Regions from separate parts of the Zea mays genome. Here region 2 is linked to region 1. A link is a contact called in public Hi-C data. All regions are on one chromosome and are shown on one strand. The core of a region is the stretch at or near the end of the contact, and the rest is flanking DNA. Distances in the headings are between cores, read along the strand shown.

The links. Hi-C and Micro-C count contacts between places; a contact is called where the count stands out from the background.
Region 2: a contact with region 1 is called in a Hi-C map of ear, with 2.3 times the contacts expected there. The contact joins two enhancer-like sites. A contact is called at or near these places in 3 of 25 Hi-C or Micro-C datasets (ear, tassel and an unstated tissue).

What each region holds. Positions count from the first base shown.
Region 1 is chr10:60,567,174-60,570,815 of Zm-B73-REFERENCE-NAM-5.0, reverse strand. No RefSeq gene overlaps it. Among protein-coding and RNA genes, the nearest start is that of LOC541657, 38 kb to the right of the region's middle. Within about 2 kb of position 1,890, at least 20 of the 20 cell types and tissues checked have an H3K27ac peak or open chromatin away from gene starts, as enhancers often do. A contact at or near this core is called in ear and tassel, where this site is marked.
Region 2 is chr10:60,830,322-60,833,963 of Zm-B73-REFERENCE-NAM-5.0, reverse strand. No RefSeq gene overlaps it. Among protein-coding and RNA genes, the nearest start is that of LOC100240697, 64 kb to the left of the region's middle. Within about 2 kb of position 1,588, at least 17 of the 20 cell types and tissues checked have an H3K27ac peak or open chromatin away from gene starts, as enhancers often do. A contact at or near this core is called in ear and tassel, where this site is marked.

The sequences.
Region 1 (3,642 bases), core at 641-3,140:
ACTTATCAAATACTCCATATGTTTCAAAATAGTATTTGTTTTAACTCTTGATTTTTATGTTTATATTCAACTAGATGATGATGAATTCACTAAAGAAACAAAACAAATTCTATATTGATATAGAGTATTATTTATTATACACATGATGGTTGTATGGCGGAGGGAAGCTTTTAAAATTGAAATATTTTTATGAACTATTTAAGTTCAACAATAACTCAAGGGAGGTTAAATGGCTTGGCGATTCTATATATGTATCGAAAAGAAGTTGTTGAATGAGATTGATCTCAATGATATAAGCGATGACTTTGTATCACAAAATGTTAGAAGATATTTTTAATGATATCAGATAACAAGTAAATGTTTTTGGCTATATTTTACATTTGTCATCTTATAAACTTCAAAATAGTGCATAATAATTTTTATACGTCAAATATTCAATAATATATGTATAATTATATATATGTTTGTGTGTATGTGGTCTCTATATCGGATTTTGCCCTGGGAGCCCTAAAAAGTCAGGAACGACCATACTTGTTGATCTGGTCTACAATGTTCTAGGAGGTTGATTGACTTCATGGCCAGTTCGTCAATCATACTAGAGCAAACTCCATTGTAACTCACGATGTGATCCTTCATGAGTTTAGATCAAATGTGATAGATAGACATGATCGTTTTCGCCACTTGTGATGTATCCCTAGCTTATGTATCAGTGTCTTTTGGAATCTATTTATTAGTGGCCTTAGGAATTGATTTGATGTTTAAATGGAGCCATTATCTAACATGTTAATTAGAGCTTTTCGGTAGCTATACATGGCATGGTAAACAAAAATAATGTTTTAATTTCTTGTTACTTCTATATATTTTTTTTAATGCTACCCAAAAGTTGCAATACTCGGTTGCCTTAAAAACTACACTCGTTTTTTTTCTTGGTTCAGTAGCTAGCTACTATAGATGCTTGCTTGAAAAAAATATATTGTGTAAGCCTTCCAAAAATAAACCCATACCACCGAATCGTACAGGATAAGAGCATGTCAGACCTTTGGTTCAGGTCTCATGTTCATTTTGCACAACGTGAAAAGAAAAATACCGTTATATCTACGGGACTTGAGAGGAAAATGAAAAATGAACTTTCATGAAAGTAGACCGAAGATTTTTATATATAGTTAAAAATAACTATTGCAATGTTCGGCAAAGGCCAACGAGAACAAGAGAGTTGTTCTTGATTATTATATATTGTAGTTTTTCACAGTGTAGCTAGGATGGGCGATGCATACGCCTGCTCTATCAAATTTGCGATCCGGCGGTGCCAGCAATCATGTGTAAAACTCTGGAGACCAATGAACTACTCCAGCAGAATACGGCAGCACCCAGGGGTACTGGTTGAACAGAAGGATTGCATCTTCTGTTCGATCCAGATTGATAAAAAAGCGGCATGTCTTCCATCAGCTTTTGTGTCCATTAATTTGTATAGTTGCCTTCCTAGCTTTATTGGCCTTGGCTTTCTCTCACTAGCTCTACGTACACAAGCGGTAGGCTTTTTACATATATAGGTCAAGATCTTGACCTATATATGTTAATGCTATCTTCCGGTTATTGCAAAACGTACGTGAATTATTTCTCGTTGTTATTCTCAGTTCTCGGGCGATGTTGCCAGAGGCCAATGAACTACTGCATTAAAATGCATATGCATATGCTCCCTGATGAGTAAGAACAACTTAGGCCGATCGTAGAGTGTTGTACAGTACGTATCAATAATTCAATAGAATCATCACCAGCAGGGCCCACCGGGCGTGAATCGCGATACAAGAGCGAGAATGCATGCATGGCATGCGTGGACCACGACCACCTCGTGCCGTGCTTGGCCACGGACTCACAGTGCATGCATGCATATGCAAGGACGTTTTAGTCGTTTACTCCCAGTTTCCCACGTACCGACATGCATACGTACCCCAGTCCCCACACAAGGACGACCCGTGATAGATGTAAACTGTAAAGTATGTACACTGGCAGGCATGCATGCATGTGCCGAACGTGCAGTGCAGCGGGCGCAGGGGATGCGTGTCTGCAATCCATTTCACGGGCGGTGGTCACCTACTCACCTCACCGGCTCACCGTCGTCGTCGACTCGTCGTACGTCCTCCAGCTCCAGGCCAGCACAAGGCCGGGATCGGAGCTGACAGCTGCCAAACTGGCAAAGCGATGTTGCGCGGGGCCCTCTATGTGACGAACGTGTAACGCGTGTAGAACGTCCCCTCTACTAAATCCATTCTTCCTTCCCATCCACATCTGCAGTCTTATCTAATCTAAATCTACCTAAATTTAGATATCAAAGTAATTCAGTTTTATACAAACGAATGGCAAACCTCTTTCTTAAACCTTCTTCTCTTACACATATAGAAATTTTTAAGACAAAAATCGTATGCATTATACACATCACTCAACCTTGGACCACGACACGCACAAGCTAGCCTAAGGATATGGATATGGATGTCTCGGAATCCGAATTGTTCGTATTCATATTTGCTAAAAAATGCTAATATAGATATTTTTATTCGTATTCGATTTTAATATGAATGTCAAATGGATATATCCTAATTTGATTTCTAGTATTTTCTCTATGTTGTTCCAGATTCGTATTCGACAAAACTGTGAAATATCTAATATTATATGTGTCGTCATGTGACAGTCACGGACGCTAGTACACAGAACCTCTATAACGACGATACTAGAGCTATTTGCACTTATGTTTTTCAGTGCCGCAAGTGCTAAAAGCCAATAGGAATCGACATTTCCACTAGCGGATATTTTGGAACCACCAATGAAAAGGCTATTTCCACTGGTGGTTTCTTCAATAGGCCCCGCCCGTTATTTTCACTGGCGCGTGGTAACTAAAACCGCCAGTGAAAATTCATGCGTACCGTCAGCTTAGATCTCTTTTCTACTAGTGGGATGTAGGAAGTGTACCTCCGTTTAGATTCGACATGGGCCATGGTTTATCGCCGTAACACTACACGATCGATTGGGCCAAACCTGGTTAACCGGAGAGTGAGCACATGAAAGGAAAATATCCATTTCTACCTGTTTTTATGATTAAGTGTCCAACACACCAACATGGGCCAACTTGTTTGCTATGCTTATGAGCACACGTCTACTTGAATGCAATTTGAAGGTACTATGTCCAAAAGAGCTAAAATGACACTACAGGAAAAGCATAAATTTTCGTAGGCCGGGCTATTTTCGTCGGCCGGCCCACGAAAATGCAATGTTATTTTCGTCGGCCCTCGTAACCGACGAAAATGTGCACTATTTTCGTGGGCCAAGCCATATTTTCGTCGGGAGGCCGACGAAAATACAAAAGTTATTTTCGTCGGCCTCCGCACCGACGAAAATATTGTTTATATTCGTCGGCCTCAGCCCGGCCGACAAAAATACGTCCTTTATGTTCGTCGGCCTCAGCCCGACCGACGAACATACGTCCTTTATTTTCGTCGGCCTCAGCCCGGCCGACGAAAATAAACGTTTAACGGGACAATATTTTCGTCGGCCTCACTGAGGCCGACGAAAATAGAGGCCGTTAATCTTCCATCCCAGCCTCACCGCACCTTCTCTCTCGCTCGTCTTACCTTCTCTCACCCGCCATCG
Region 2 (3,642 bases), core at 339-2,838, 260 kb before region 1:
TTGTTCTTTTGAAATTATTAGTATATAATTGATTTTAGACCTTAAGTAAACATTATAAGTTTATAACTGTGCCCGGGCTTTGATTTTGAGCTGACTCCGCTGCTGCCTGCAATCAACACCGCCCGCCCGGCTGTGGACAATGGGAGGTAGCTCTGTCCGGCCAGGGCAAGGCTGTGGACAAGTGGAGGTGGATGCAACCGGTCAAAGAACACTAGGACAGGCAGCTATGGCTTGGCCATGAGTCATGACTGACTGTGTCTGCTATTGTTCTAGTGGCTATGAGGATTCTGTAGCAGGCCAGGCCATCCCTCTTGGGTGTTCGTGCTTCCATCGAGACGTGTGACTGTCATATAGGGGGAGCAGGTGTGCGCTAATGTCAAGGAGTGTAGGCTTGCGACAACGGTTCTGAGGGCAGATACGTTCTAGCCTCCAGGTTGGGTGTAAGTGGATTGAATACACACGGATCTGAATTAGAATATCATAATTTATCATATTTTAATCAAATACAAATACGGATCCAAATATCCTTGGATGCGAATATAAAATAGATAGTTAGAATCTATATTCGTATTAGGATATTTACTCAATTCAACTCAAACTATATATCTTACAATTTAATTGAGGTGGATTTAATTTAAGTACAAGTATAGGGATAGTCAAAGTGAACTTAAATCAAAGTAGATTCCCCATGATCCCCATAATGAAATCAACTAAAATTGTATGAATAATATTTTGAAACTACCAAATCAAAGTAATGACGTTTCAGAAGCCAAATCAAAGTACTCACATTTGTACATATACAAGTAAAATAAAATTGATATAAAATAGTAAATGTGGCATGATAAATAAATATGCCATTTCAAAATGAATGAATATCCTATATGAACGTGCGTACCAAAATTTAAATGAAAATAATGAATAAATTTATCTATATAGTCTAAAGTGAAGAGTTGTAGTTGAATATTTATGAAACTTAATTGAGATATGTTGTACTTGTTAGCACTTTGACAAAAAAACAGTTGCAAAATCTTCTAAAACTTTTGTGCCATATTTTTATCATAATGATATGTGTCCATGTTAAATTTTGGAGTTTTTTTAATCACATTTACATATTCTTTTAAAATTTCTATAAACATGTACGCAATAACTAATTTAATTGATATACAATTGTAAACATGCCAAAAAAATAAATTTGCTATTCCAAAATAAATAAATACCTATATGAATGTGTGTAACAACGTTTAAATGAAAATAATAAAGAAATTTATCTATATGGTGTAAATTGGAGAGTTATAATTGAATGTTTATAAAACTTAGTTGACACGTGTTCTATTTATGAACACTTTGACACAAACAGTTGCAAAAAAACTTCTAAAACTTGTGTATCATGCTTACACCGTAAATGCAAAAAACCATATGCCCTAGAGTGCAGCGGCGAGCTGGGCTGAGCCCTAGCAGACTTACGCCGTTGCGCTAGAGAGGTGGAGAAGAGGCTTCGGCCCAAGTGGAAAGACAGAGAAAGCGAGCTAGGTTTCTGTCCATCTAGGATATGCGGGTAGAGGGGTGGGAGGACGGAAGTTGGCCTGTGCCCTGTGGGGGCGAGAGAGAAACTAGGCCTGGCGTCGCGACCCGCGAGGGAGAGCTGATGGGCTGAGGGATCTTGAAGGAGCCTGACGGAAAATGGAGAGGGAGGAACGAAGTGAGGCCTATTCGGCTAGGAGGCAAGATGGGTTATATTTCTCTTCCCTTCAGGTATTCCAATGTAACTTTTGAGAGGAGATTTTAACCTAAAAACAATCAAATTTAATAGGCTAAACTCCCATAAAAAAATCAACTCAAGTTACTCTCACTCATGCACCGTGAATGCACAGTTTTTCTTGTGAACCTTTTTCGATGGAGGTGAGTAGGAGTTTAGATTTCAGGTTTTAAAGTTAAATGACAACATGTTTGAAAAAAGTTACAGGGTTAAATTTCAGCAGAGCTTGAATTCATTTTTTTTGAAAGCATTTGATTTCTTTCAAATCATCCTTGTCATGGTGTTGACTTGGTCAAAATTGTACAAAGAAATTGTAGTTGTAATTGAAGTTGTGATTTTAAAAATGGGTTGAGAAGGAAAACCATTTGATTTAGATTTGATCTACCGACCACATATATTTTTTGAAAAAATCTTATTTTTTTAGCTATACAAACACTTCGATTGTTATTGGTTTGTTTGGATACGGATTTTCTCCTTGGAATTTACTTGGATTATTCATATTGATTTACATGCTAAATTAAACCACTATTGCCACCTCTTCCTACAGTGCTCCTTATCCATGGTGGCGGTTTCTTGGCCCTTAATAATTTTAATTAAATATGAATAAAAATATAACCCGATTCTAAAAAGATCCCATATTTAAATTTAGAGCACATTACTCACTTCTATATATATAAAAAGGATCTGTGAAGTAGTAGTACAGTAATAAAGTGGTGGATGCATAATTTAAAAACAAACTTGTTCTCATGCTAAAACAATTACTCCAACGCGCGTGTCTACGCGAATGCATTAGTGTAAAATATGAACCTTCGTTTTTTTTTTCTTGTTTGGACTCCCCAAGGGACACGTAGATATGCAGGTCGTCTTACACGAGTCAAGTACGACTTCTATCGTTTTTTTCCCTTTGGGTTCCTGTAGGGACACGTAGACGCAGATGCGCGCATGTCTTCCGATTCCGCATGGTAACGATCGTGACTAATGCACCTGGGGATTCCTGTTTGTTGCTGACGTCAACTTTGCTTTCTTTATTAAACATGTAATACTGGAGAGGAGGTAGGAGTAGTAGAGAAGCCCAATTAGAACAACTCTAAGATACCAGCCAGATCGTTTTATAATAATAAATTTGGCTACTTTTAAAAGAAACACGTAGACTTTATAAATAACTCTTCAAATATCTTAGCTCTCTATTTTTACACATCCACTCTCTATTTAATAGTATGCTTCACTTGTGTTCTGAATTTATCTAGTCCGTTGCACTAGTCTATCAATATAGAGTAGCTAAATCAGTAAATATAATTATTTTTTGATTAATCTGTTGAATTTGCTCTTAAAATGATTACCTTTCATAGTTTTTTGTGAGGCGGCCGCTAATATAATCCTACCTCATGCGCAGAAGGTTTTGGTGTTCCCGACTTTTTTTTGTTTCCACAGGCGCACGTTGTATGTCACGCACACGAGCAGTTTTGAATTTCTTTCCCATCTCTGGCGGTTTCCTGTTCCAGACTTTTTTTTCAAACAAGGCGCACGTGGATATCACATACACGGGCGATTTCTGAGCTTTTTCTCGTGAGCTCGTGTTTCCGATTCGTTTCTAGTTTTCTTTTCCGGGTTTTTTTTTCGCGCGGCACCAGCGCACGTCATGCATGTTGACAACGAAATCTCGGGTATTAGAGATCAAAGATCAGAACAATTACCGTTGACTATCAGCCCAGTTTAAACAAATATGCTCTCTCAACGCAACGCGTGACACACTTATAGACTGAGGGCTAGTTTGGTTCGCTGGCTAACTTGCCACATTTTGCTTAACTTTTCTGCCTAAAATTAGTTTTTAATTTCGAACGACTAAACTTAGACAAAGTGTGACGCAGTTAACCACAAACCAAACA